Regions from separate parts of the Mus musculus genome. Here all the other regions are linked to region 1. The links are chromatin contacts, called in public HiChIP or PLAC-seq maps. All regions are on one chromosome and are shown on one strand. The core of a region is the stretch at or near the end of the contact, and the rest is flanking DNA. Distances in the headings are between cores, read along the strand shown.

Region 1 (4,149 bases), core at 417-2,916:
AACATGGCTGTGGTCTAACATTGACTGGTTGCCCTGTGCCAAGGAGTGGACTTTCAGGGCACAGAGTAAACCCATGTTTAAGTCCAGTGTCTTTTCACCATTCCTGAGCAGGGTGTTCTGTAAGGAGAATGTTGTCTATAAAGAGGCACCAGAAAGCTGAGTGTAACTACACACCTGCAATCCCAGCGTGGGGGAGACAGAGCACGTGGACCTTGAATCTGAAGGCAGCCTGGGCTACAAAACAAAACCCCGTCTGAAAAAAAAAAAAAGCAACCTAAATCATGCAAATATACCAATATTGATTATCGAGTGTCTGAAGAGTGGCTGGCATGGTAGAGACTGGATTGTTTTCTCTTGTTTTTGAGACAGAGTCTCACTATGAGTGGATCACAGGGGTGTGCCACCAGACAATCTTAAATTGACTCTGTGTGTGTGTGTGTGTGTGTGCATGCTTGCATTGCTACATACTAGACCCACAGTCCTACACATAAGAAGATGTGGTCTCTCAACACTGAATCTCCAGCACTATTTGTCCTGGCAGTGGTAACACACACCCGTAATTCCAGGCCTCCAAAGATGGAGACAGGAGGCTCCACGTTCAATCCCTTCCGGAACTACATAGTGAATCTAAAGCTGGTCAGTAGAAACAAACAACAATTTAAAGTGCTTTTAGTGACTACTATGGGATGTGGGGAGAAAGGCAGGAGAATTTTCCTTTAAAATGATTCATTTACACATTGTTTATCTTGAAGGATGGCACTCTCGGTCTAAGGCCCAGGGCCTGGGTTCCCCAGAAGGCTCTGTGATCTGGCCTGATACAAGTTCAGCATTTGCTTCTAATTCCCATCTCTCCAGGCCCTAGAGCCACGTGTAGTGCCCCAGCTTAAAATATATCTGTAGCTCAGCCTTTCTACCAGCTATTGATTGGTTTGGCTTTGTAGCCGAAAACCCAGCCAAAGAATGGGTTGGCTCTTCCCGTATGATAAAAACCCAGAAATGGGCATTCTGGGCTTGTGAGCTGTGGCTGTGTGCTGCCAGCAGAAACTCACTTCACATCTGTCTGTCCTTTCTGACCACCTAGCCCTGACCCTCACCACTGTCATGCTGGACCCATCCCTTCGTGGTCACAAGACGGCTGCTCCATCTTTCCCATCTCATCTGCATTCCAGACAAGGGGCAAGTGAAAGATCAAATGACTCACTAGAGTAGATGGCTCAGGGCGGGTTGCTGCTGAGCCTCAGGAGTTGAGCTTGATCTCTGGAATCAACTGGCTTCTTTAAGTTTTCTTCTGATCTACACACACGTTGCACGTAGTTTTAAATGCCACCGCCTCTGCCTGGGACGGGCTGCACTCTGGCCCTTTGTACTACCTGCCTTTGACCATGATCCCAGCTCCCACCCGGCTTCCCCGAATCCTTGGATAAAAGGCACACACAGGTTGTTACTTTACAACTTACCTTCTAGGCACAGTTGCTGGGGGCGATATCCCCCACCTGGAAAAGTGCGCTCTTACCAATTTATTATCTCCATCTCTCCACCTGCCCTAAACTTAGTGCCTAGTCCCACCTGCCCCGCCAAACATCCTTGGCCACCTGCCTGGAGTGGAGGCCACAGCCCCAGCTTGTCCAGAGACCTTGCATGGTTGCTACATTCTTCTTCCTCCAAAGCAGAGCAGAAACGCCCCTCTCCTCCTCTGTGTCTGCCTTTTCCTCCCGGGGCCGGAAGTCCCACCTGTGCTTCCATCCAGCAATTGTCTCCTGCTTCCTCCCCCACACCCGGCCTTCTTTACTGATAAATCAAGAACCATTTGGGGAACAGGACGTTAGCAACAGAACCTCCCCTTACACACACAATAAACTCAAAATAAATGTAAAAATATTTTAGATTAGCAAAACTGTGTAAAACAATAACTAATTTAGTAATTTTGGAAAATAAAGAAAAAGTTCCATAAGGTAAGCCTCACAATTATCTTAAAAAGATTTACAAGTGGAAGTTGGAGAGACGGCTCAACGTTTAAGAGCACTGGCTGCTCTTCCATCGGTCCTGAGTTCAATTCCCAGCAACCACATGGTGGCTCACAACCATCTGTAATGGGATCTCATGCCCTCTTCTGGTACACAGGTGTACATGTGTAGAGAACTCATACATAAAATAAATATTTAAAAAAGGAAAGAAATAAAATTCATTCCAAAGTCCATTTTAGGATTGAAGAGATGACTCAAAGAGGAAAAGCACTCGATGCCAAGCCTGAGTGCCTGAGTTCAAATCTCCGGGGACTACTTACAAGTTGTCAGGTTGTCCTCTGGCTTCTACAGATATTCTGCTGCGTGTAGCTGAGGATGACCTTGAACTCTTGACCCTCCTGCTCCCAGCTTTGTGCTCCTGTGCCTGACTTATGAGCACTTGACTTGAAGCCAGTTCTCCTGCATGCTAGATAAGCACTCTACCAATTGAGATATATCCCCACCTCCTAAATATTCTTTACAGTTTTTTTCCTTGCTTGCTTTTTACTTATTTTCTTTTCCCCATTCTGAGGATCAAGCTCGGGCCTTTGAGCATGCTCAGAACTCCATTCTCAGCCCTTGGGAGCTCCGTTTAATGCCGATCAGAATCTTCCATCTTTCTCACCGAAGCCTCCTTGGCTCTGTGGTTCATCTGTCCTGGCCTTGGGGACAAGGACTATATACTGTGTCTTCCTCCTCTACATATGTTCTTGTCAGGTGGGGGATAGAGTCTAGCAAGTTTCTGGATCAAACAAAGTGTGTGTGCGAGCGTGCGTGCACACACGCATTTGTGCAGTGAATGTGGGTGTGTACAGGCCATAGTTGGAGGGAGTCAGTCCTCACCTCCTACCTGTTTGAGAGGCTCATTACTTGCTGTGTATGACAGGCACACTGGCCTGAGAGCTCCTGGGAGTTCTCTTGTCTCCATTTCCCATCTCTCCATAGAGGCTCTGGGACTGCAGACACTCATGTTACTGGTTTGACTTTTACATGGGTTCTGGGGATTCGAACTCAGTTCCTCATGCTTGCATAGCAAATGCTTTTACCCATGAGCCATTTTTCCACTCCACAAATAAAATATTAATTTTTCTGTTGATGGTAGAAATATTAGTGGTTTTGGTTTATTAATTTTCTGACATCTCCAATGAACGTGCTATTTTAATAAACAGAATAAGATTAATAAAAATGATAAGTTTAATAAAAATGATAAGATTAATAAAAATGATAAATATTTAAAGGCATGGACACACATATATTGTACTTTTACAGTGGTATATTCATGGTTTAATCATATCTACAGTAAATATTTACATCATATATTGTGTTGGGTGTGGAGGCTGTTGTGATGATTATGATAAACGTGGTCCTTGCCTTACAGAACTGCTTTCTTTTTTAAAGACTTATTTATTTTATGCATATGAGGACACTGTGGCTGTCTTCAGACACACCAGAAGAGGGCATCAGATCCCATTACAGATGGCTGTGAGCCATCATGAGGTTGCTGGGATTTGAACTCAGAACCTCTGGAAGCGCAGTCAGTGCTCTCAACCTCTGAGCCATCTCCAGCCTCCAGAACTGTTTTCAGATACCACTGTGATAGACATGTAGTTTCCTAAGCAAACATGAAACATGGCCTGAATTGAAGTTTCATTGGTTTACTAGAAATACTTAGTAAAGGATTTCTCTTCCTATTGTTAAGTTACTGGAGAGAAAGAGTATTGGGAAAGTTAGCAGAACCACTCTATTCTGGTTATCTTGCTGAAACTGTAACAAAATAAAATAAGCAGGTGGGGGTGGGGGTGCACAGCTGGGATCCCAGCTCTCAGGGCCCAAGGCCAGCCCAGGATTGGAATGCAATATGGAAGAGCTCAGAAGCTCTTACTGAGCATGTGCAAAGCCCTGGGTACCATGCCAGCACCAAAACCAGGCGCACAGCTGGAGAGATGGCTCAGTGGGTAACAACCTTATGCTGCTCTTGCAGAGGACATGGATTTAATTCCTAGCACCCAGTTGGCAGCTCACAAGCACCTGTGACTCCAGTCCTAGGGGATCTGATGCCCTCTTCTCATTTCCACGGGTATTACATGAACATGGTGGACAGACAGGCAGACATAAGGCAAAACACCCATACTCATAAAATAAAAGG
Region 2 (3,729 bases), core at 555-3,054, 260 kb after region 1:
AAAAAAAAAAAAAAAAAAAAAAAAAAAAAAAATCAAATGTAGAGACACCCCTCCCCAGAACAGCTCCTTCCATTTCTGCCATGTATTGATCTATATTTGCTCTCTAAAACACCTAATATAGTAGTGTATGCATATCAAAGTAAGCATAGATTTCTCCTTAAATGGAGTATACTAAAAGTTTTGTGACCTCAGTTTTGTTAATAGACACCCCTTAGGAAATTACAGATTACTATTAATATTACAAATTAATTGGATCACTCACAACTAGAATCGCAAATATTAATACCACCTATATATACAGACCATGGTTCAGGCATTACACTATTCTGTTATCAGACAATACCATAATTCTGTGGGTCCAGGCACACAGAATTATTAATCCTAGGAGATCCTCCTCCAACCCCTGTCTACAAAGCAGTGTGTTTAGACACAAAATGTACTAAGCTGTCTTACAAGCCTAATGGCAGCTGCCACAGGCTCAAACACTGCCTTACACTTTCCTATGAGGCTGGGCAAGAATGTAGAGGGACCTTGGCCCTCTGGGTCCAAAGCCTGGCCTGCCCAGGATGGATCACAGTTTATTCTCCTTATGAGCTCAAAGTACTGGATACCCAGCTGGCATTGAAAAAGGCCTGGTCTCAGAAGTGCCTGCTTGCCCTCGAGCCTAGAAAGGCATTAGGCAGGTGGAAATTGCCCATGATCTGACTGGCGCCTGCAGGCCTGGATCAAGTTCAGATTGCTTCATTCACCTTCATTCAGACCACTGTACCGAGCCAAATCACTCCCTAGCATAGTGAAGTCTGCCTTTGTGGGAGAGCTAACTTCTACATGCTTCCCCCAGAAGTCCTCCTGCACCTGTAAGTCTTCTAACTGCAATGATACACAGCGTGGGCTGCTACCAGTACTACTGGGTCTGAGACCCTCTGAATGATGGCGTACAGTCAAAAAGATGTTTACCACCTATAGCGATGACCTTGAGACCCATTTTCCTTTCTGTGACATAAAAGCATTAGTCCAATCATGTCATTTCAGATCTCATAACCAGTAAAATCAAATCAAACGGTAGTAATGAACTGTTGAGAAAATGAGAAAAAAATACAAACTATGTGTCACTATATAATTTCCTAAGAACACTATTTGGGAGAGAGAACGAGCACTAGGAAAGAGGTAATACCAGAACAAGTGTAGCCATCCCACAGAAGCACCCCCACCCCCACCCCAACACAGGCAGTCTTAGATCCCGAATCCGCTTTTTCACTCTGGACAAGGGTCCAGTCCAGCTGAGCCCCACTTGCCCTGACGTGGGACAGCCTGGGGATGTCCCCTAATGACTGTGAACCCAAGCATCAACTTCCAACGCAAGCAAGTCTAAACGCCAGAAACACACGTCAGGCCTGCTAAGCCGCTCTGCGGCCTCAGCCGAGCCCTAGGACCCCGAGTCCCCTCCCGCAGCTTCCTTGCTGCCCCTCTCCAGAACCCGTTTCTCCGGCCCTGACCGGCCGCTGTCCTGGCTGGTCCTGCCCGCGGCCCTGCCGGGAGACCCTGGCCCGGCTACGACCGCCCAAGGTCGGCGGGGGAGGCCGCGGGTCGTGGACAGGCACCTGGCGGGACAGAGTCAGCCGGGGTCCGGCCGAGGCCAAGGGGGCGCCGGGTGGTGGACACGCACAGTTCCGCCCGCCCCTCGCCCAACAGGCGCCCCCCGCACACCCGGAGCGCCTCACTCACCCCGGCGACGCCATGAGCGCAGCGGCCTGGGCGCTCCCGCCTCCTCCGCTGCTTGCGCGGCTGCCGCCGGGCGCCGGGGAGGGGCCTGTAGGCCGCCCCCGCCCGCTCCGTTAGGGCGTCGGGCGCCGTGGGCTGAGCTCAGTGGAGGGCAGGCGGGCGCCTGGGGCGAGGGAGAGGACGCCCTGGGCCCAGAGCACTACCTACGGCAGCCACCGGCCAGGCCGGCCCGCTGCCCGGAGGCTGGAACTCACCTGCGGAGCCAGACCTGCCCTGGGGCCACTGACAGCTGCCAGACTGCTGGACACCACCCTCTAGTCCCCGCATTCTGATGTTAATTTCTGTAAGAAACGCACTTTCCTCTACCTCTGGGGTGTACAGTGTTGCTGTTCTAAAGGAAAACAACATCTCTCCTGCTACTAGTTCGCAGCGGGGTGGAGTAATGTTGGCCTCTGAGCTGGTTTCCCACTTTTTTTTTAAGTGTGTATATTAAGCCTTATCTTGTATTACATAGAAATAAAAAGTTTAGAACTTGTGCAGTGGGGTTTCCCAGAATCACCTACAAGCTATGAATATTTAGGCATGTAAAATTTTGAGGCTTGGTTCCAGCCCCTGCTAAATTAGTTTCAAAGACAAATTATATCTTTTAAGAGAAAATACCTAATTTAAAGAAACAAACTCTGGACTATGCAGTGCAAACCACTGCTGGTGGCATTTTTGTGTTATCACATTAAGTTGTTTTTTCAATTTATTTTTTTCATACAGTGCATTTTCCTTTCTGTGACATAAAAGCATTAGTCCAATCATGTCATTTCAGAACTCATAACCAGTAAAATCAAATCAAACGGTAGTAATGAACTGTTGAGAAAATGAGAAAAAAAATACAAACTATGTGTCACTATAATTTCCCTTCCCAGCTCCTCCCCACCTTCCTACCTTCAAGTTCTTTTTCTTTATTTTCATTGAGACAGGTTCTCTGTTTAACACTGTCCTGCCAAGAGCTTGCTGTGTAGACCAGGATGGCCTTGAATTCATGGAGTTCCACCTGCCTGCTTTTTCTCCAGAGTGCTGAGATTAAAAGTGTGCACCACCATGCGGGGCAGGGCCCAACATTGAGATAGTATTCTCTTCACCACTAAGAATATTAAACACCGGGCTGGAGAGATGGCTCAGTGGTTGAGAGCACTGAATGCTCTTCCAGAGGTCCTGAGTTCAAATCCCAGCAACCACATGGTGGCGCCCAACCATCGGTAATGAGATCTGACGCCCTCTCCTGGAGTGTCTGAAGACAGCTACAGTGTATTTACAGATAATAAAATAAATAAATCTTAAAAAAAAAGAATATTAAACACCAAAGAGATTATAAAGCACCGAAGAGATAATTGAACAATTTGCCCATCGACCAGAACACCTAGGCTGGAAACTGGGCTCTGCCTACTTACTAGCTACAGTTGCCCAGATAAGACAGGAGCTCTCCAGGGCCACCACTCCTCATTCTCTTCTTCTCTGAGGGCTAAATAAATGAATACTCCTTTAGTACAGGTTCTCTTTCAGTACTTGAATCCAGTCAGTGCTTCTGGACATTCTTGCCCTCTTCAGGAAAACAAAAGCTAACAATTACTTGAGATGTTCAGAAGACATCAGAGAGCTACCCAGGAAAGCTGACAAATGGAAAGTTCGATACAAAGTACAAATCCAGAAGAAAGGGTGAGAAAGGTTGAGGACTGGGCAATCATAAATGGCTGGATTCAAGGCAGTAATGATCGCCACTAGAGAAGGCCAGACTAAAGCAAGTTTAAAAAACCAAAACAAGCAGGGCGGTGGTGGCCTCGCCTTTAATCTCAGCACTTGGGAGGCAGAGGCAGAGGCAGAGGCAGAGGCAGAGGCAGAGGCAGAGGCAGAGGCAGAGGCAGAGGCAGAGGCAGAGGCAGAGGCAGAGGCAGAGGCACAGGCAGGTGGATTTCTGAGTTCAAGGCCAGCCTGGTCTACAAAGTGAGTTCCAGGACA
Region 3 (3,985 bases), core at 750-3,249, 410 kb before region 1:
AGGAGCAGTGGTAGCGGGGCCAGGCTCTCTATCAGGGCACCAGGGTTGGTGTCTTCCCAGACCCTCCTTGTGTACCAGGCTTCTTGCCAAGAGCTTCCTACATATATAGCCTCAAGCCCGGGTAGCGGCCACTCAGCCCCAGGTCTGAGGCTGCCAATGCATCTGCCTGGCACCCCCCAAGTCACAGTCCTCCAAATGAAGGAAAGCACTCAACTTAGTTGCCGCTCATTTAATACTAAAAGCTGATCTCCTGCCTCAGACCCACCTGAGCTGTGTGGCCTCACTCAGCACCTCTGCCTCTCTGAGCTTATTTCTTTGTGGCCAGGTACACACTTGGCAGTCACCATATGTACTCTTAGTGGGGAAGGCTGCTGAGAATGGGCCCCTGGAGGCTTAGGGTTGGGGTAGGTATTAGCTCTGCCATCTGGTCCCCTGATGGGGGGGGGGGGACGGGACGGGACGGGATGGGACACCCAATGTGGATATCAGAAGACTCACCAGCTCATCAAGGTTTCGAAGGTCATTGGGCGTCATGCGGGGTGTGCGGGTGGGAACCCCTGGTACAGTGGCAATTTCAGTGACATCCTCTTCAGCAGCAGGGACGCTGGAAACCTGAGGGGTAGCTCGAAGCTCCCGCTCGATCTCCTGCTCGAACTGTACCAGCCTCGGGGCAAGCAGGCCAAGGCGCGCCCCACGCCGGGCGACCTCCAGCAGGCAGAGCACCACACTCTTCTCGTTCTTGCGTAGCACCAGGTCCTCTGTCTCAAACATGAGCACTTCAGGCACGCCCAGCTCAGCCCGGCACCAGCCGATGAAAGAGGCCACGTTGTCTCGGGCCATGAAGGAGCCAGGCGCCACACTGTGTGCCTGGAAGGCCACACCTCGGGTTGGACGGGCAGCAGCCAGAGCCCGGGCAGCCTCGGTGACAGCGTTGGCATGTTGGCACAGGGTTGTGCCTGTGGCCAGCCCCGTGAGGAAGCCATCGCCACTGCCGGGGAGACCTAGACTGTACAAAGCATTGAGCCAATCGGCCAGGTCTTCCTTCATGGCTTCCACATAGGCCTCACTGGATCGGAAGGGTCGCACACTCTTGGCGGCAGAGCCTGCGATGCCCGCCACTGGGTTCGCCATGCCCAGAGCCAGTGGAGTCACTGTGGGGACATAGGTCAGGATTGCTGTGAAGACTCGAAAGGGTTCAGAATGGTCCACCTCTACCAGCCCGCCACTCAGGGGAGACGCTAAGTTTAAGAGCAAGCTGTGAACAAGCAAACGTAGCACCACATTGTTCTCACGGTGCCATGACCTGCTTTAAGGGACTCAGTAACATTTACACCATTGTAGTGTTTATGTTTGCTGTCTGGCTGGTCGGGAGAGGGTGGCTGGGGACAAGTTGGCACCCACGAGGAAGAAATGCCATTTAAAAACATGAAGACATGTGGGTAGGGAGGGACAGGAGAGGAGCCTCGCCCAGAACCACGGAGAGACTGTTTCCATTGCTCAGCCCATAACCTGCACGAAGTCCCGCCTTTCCCTTCTCCTCTCCGCTAAGGGCCGCGCCACAGGCTGAGCGGCGACCGCGTCTCCATTCTACAGATGAGGAAACTGAGGCGCAGTAAGGGCAGGCATTCGCCGAAGGTCGCAGAGCAGTGGGTGGAGGAATCGGGTCACCCAGGCAGGCCGGATTCCTGCTGCGAAAAGCCGCCCGAGCTGGTGCCTGAAAGGCCGGGACTCCGAACGGCCCCCGCGAGCCTCCGCAGTGCTCGAGGCCTGGTCCAGAGAGGGTGAGTGCCCAGTCAGGGTCACACAGCCCTGGGAAGCAGAGAGCCCGCACCGCCCGGCCCACCTCCAGGCACTCTGGCTAGGGCTCCTGGGGGTCCCCGCGCTCACCTGGCTCACCCCGCCGCCCCGGGGAGCATCGCCCCGGCGGGGCCGGAGCCGGGCCGCGCCGCCGCACACAGGCGTCGCCCGAGATCGCTGCTTCCAGGCGTCCGCTCTGCCCCGCCCCCCTGGAATTTGGATCCGGCCAGGAAGGGGCGGAGCTGCGCTCTTAAAGGGGCCGTGCCTTTCTCGGGCCTTAGGCCCTAAGGCATCACCCCCACCTCACCCCCCCTTTAACTCCGGGTCTGGGTCTTCCTAGGCGGGGTTCAGATCCTTTCAGCTGTCCTTCCCCCGTGACAGTGGCCTCCCCGGAAGCGATAGGGGCCGGGGACTGCAGAGTCACCTCCGTCCCGGGTGGACCTCTGCAAGTCAGATAACTGGGTGCTCTTCCTGCAGGACGGCCCAGGGATAGCTTAAGGTACAAGGACGATGAGGCTCAGGGATCGGAAGGTGGCTGCGGGTTAGGTTAAAAGAGGGGGTGTGGCAGGGGCAACTACACGCCTTAGGAGGAACCTGGAAGATCTAGGGAATCCTGCCCCCTACTGTCGCCCGAGAGAGGAGTGAGATGCTGGAGAGAGACTGGAAATCTTGTGGGGGTGTGTGGACTTAATTTTAACTCAGATCAAGGAAGGAGGCGACGGAGGAAGCTGAGAGTCATCTAGAGGGAAAGTTTTTCACACTGAGGAAGCCTATCTCAAAAAAAGGAAAGGAAGGAAGAAGGAAAGAAAAATGGGTAGGTTTGCAAGGCTGAAGTGGTGAAACATTAGGGCCTTGTGGACCATGCTTTTCAAAGGTCATGGAAGAGAGGTTTATTTGTTTGTTTTTTTTTAAAGATTTATTTATTATATGTAAGTTCACTGTAGCTGTCCTCAGATACTCCAGAAGAGGGCATCAGATTTTGTTACGGATGGTTGTGAGCCACCATGTGGTTGCTGGGATTTGAACTCCGGATCTTCGGAAGAGCAGTTGGTGCTCTTAACCACTGAGCCATCTCCCCAGCCCCCGGTTTATTTGTTAATTATTATTAAATTATTATTGTTGGAGTTTGTTGTGGTTTTGAGGCAGGATCTCACTATGTAGACCAGGCTGGCCTGGAACTCCCTATATAGACCAGGCTGGCCTCAAAAGTCATAGAGATCTGCCTGTCTCTGCCGCCTGAGTGCTGGGATTAAAGGAATGTTCCACCATGTCATTACTTTTACAGAGTTCTGCTATGTAGCCTGAGCTGGCTTTGAACTCATGGTGTGCTCTCTCTGTTGGGATCCCAGGCCTCTCTCTAAGGAGGAATTTAGGAGAGGCTGACGTAGCAGCCATAAGGGCTCCTGTAACTGCTGTTGTTGCAGCGTCAGGGTCAGGGTCAGGGAAGCCTCTGAGGGAGGCAAGTGGTTTAGGTTGAATGGGGAGAGGGGATGCTGGATCTTGACTGCCTGTTGAAAACTGATGATGTATGTTAGTGAGGTGAGTGTGTGAGTATAGATGAGGGAGAAATCCCAGGTTTGGGGGTGAACATTGTGGACACGGAGTTGTTAAACAAAAAAAAAAAAAAAAATAACACCTAGCAGGGAGTGAAGTCCTGAAGAATTGGCTATGGAGACTGAATTCTAAGTGAAGGAATTGAGAAATGACTTGTCCTGGAACAAGCAGTAATGAACCGTCATACCCAGCAATCATCTTCAAAATAATCTGATACACCGATACTTTTTATTACATCTGTTTAGTGAGTGTGTGTCTGTGTCAAGGTATGTAGGCAAGGCAAACTTTTGGGAGTTTGTTCTGCCTTTCACCATGTGGGATCCTGGGTATTGTGGCATGGTGGCAGGTTCCCTTATCCAGCCTCATATGATGGTTTTGTAGATCTAGGGAAGCTGAGGACTGGGGAGGTTAAGGTACCATTGCCATCAGCAGCTCTGCAGGAATTTGACCCCTACTTATAGCCACCTCACTGTGCTTCAGTGTTCTGGACATAGAAGACTGAATCTAAGCTCTGTTGGTCACCAGTGTTGTCTGACAAACTTCCTGGGGGAGATGTCACACACAAGTCTGTGCACTCCTGATAGGGAACCCACAACAGACCAAAGGACTGAAACCACAAAAGCCCAATTTTTAT

Evidence for each region. HiChIP or PLAC-seq counts read pairs in DNA pulled down with a chosen protein or histone mark.
Region 2: an H3K4me3 HiChIP or PLAC-seq map of embryonic stem cells shows a contact between it and region 1, with 33 read pairs. The contact joins the promoter of Urgcp here to the enhancer-like site in region 1. A contact is called at or near these places in 1 of 39 promoter capture datasets (liver), 2 of 15 datasets of contacts at CTCF or cohesin (large pre-B cells and pro-B cells), 5 of 484 Hi-C or Micro-C datasets (CD4 T cells, bone marrow-derived macrophages and embryonic stem cells) and 16 of 115 datasets of contacts at active chromatin or transcription factors (the NIH/3T3 cell line, T-cell acute lymphoblastic leukemia, acute myeloid leukemia and 9 more).
Region 3: a contact with region 1 is called in an H3K4me3 HiChIP or PLAC-seq map of embryonic stem cells, with 5 times the contacts expected there. The contact joins the promoter of Gas2l1 here to the enhancer-like site in region 1. A contact is called at or near these places in 2 of 39 promoter capture datasets (pre-B cells and stem cell-derived epiblast-like cells) and 5 of 115 datasets of contacts at active chromatin or transcription factors (embryonic stem cells, forebrain, memory CD8 T cells and 2 more).

The regions. Positions count from the first base shown.
Region 1 is chr11:5,476,690-5,480,838 of GRCm38.p6, forward strand. No RefSeq gene overlaps it. Among named protein-coding and RNA genes, the nearest start is that of Gm11963, 7.1 kb to the right of the region's middle. Within about 2 kb of position 1,667, at least 10 of the 459 cell types and tissues checked have an H3K27ac peak or open chromatin away from gene starts, as enhancers often do. A contact at or near this core is called in embryonic stem cells, where this site is marked.
Region 2 is chr11:5,739,372-5,743,100 of GRCm38.p6, forward strand. It overlaps Urgcp (upregulator of cell proliferation), which reads right to left and starts at 1,805. Exons shown (of 6, transcript NM_178623.3): 1 at 1,726-1,805. The coding sequence starts at 1,739.
Region 3 is chr11:5,063,328-5,067,312 of GRCm38.p6, forward strand. It overlaps Gas2l1 (growth arrest-specific 2 like 1), which reads right to left and starts at 2,000. Exons shown (of 7, transcript NM_144560.3): 1 at 1,888-2,000; 2 at 1,510-1,767; 3 at 499-1,151. The coding sequence starts at 1,131.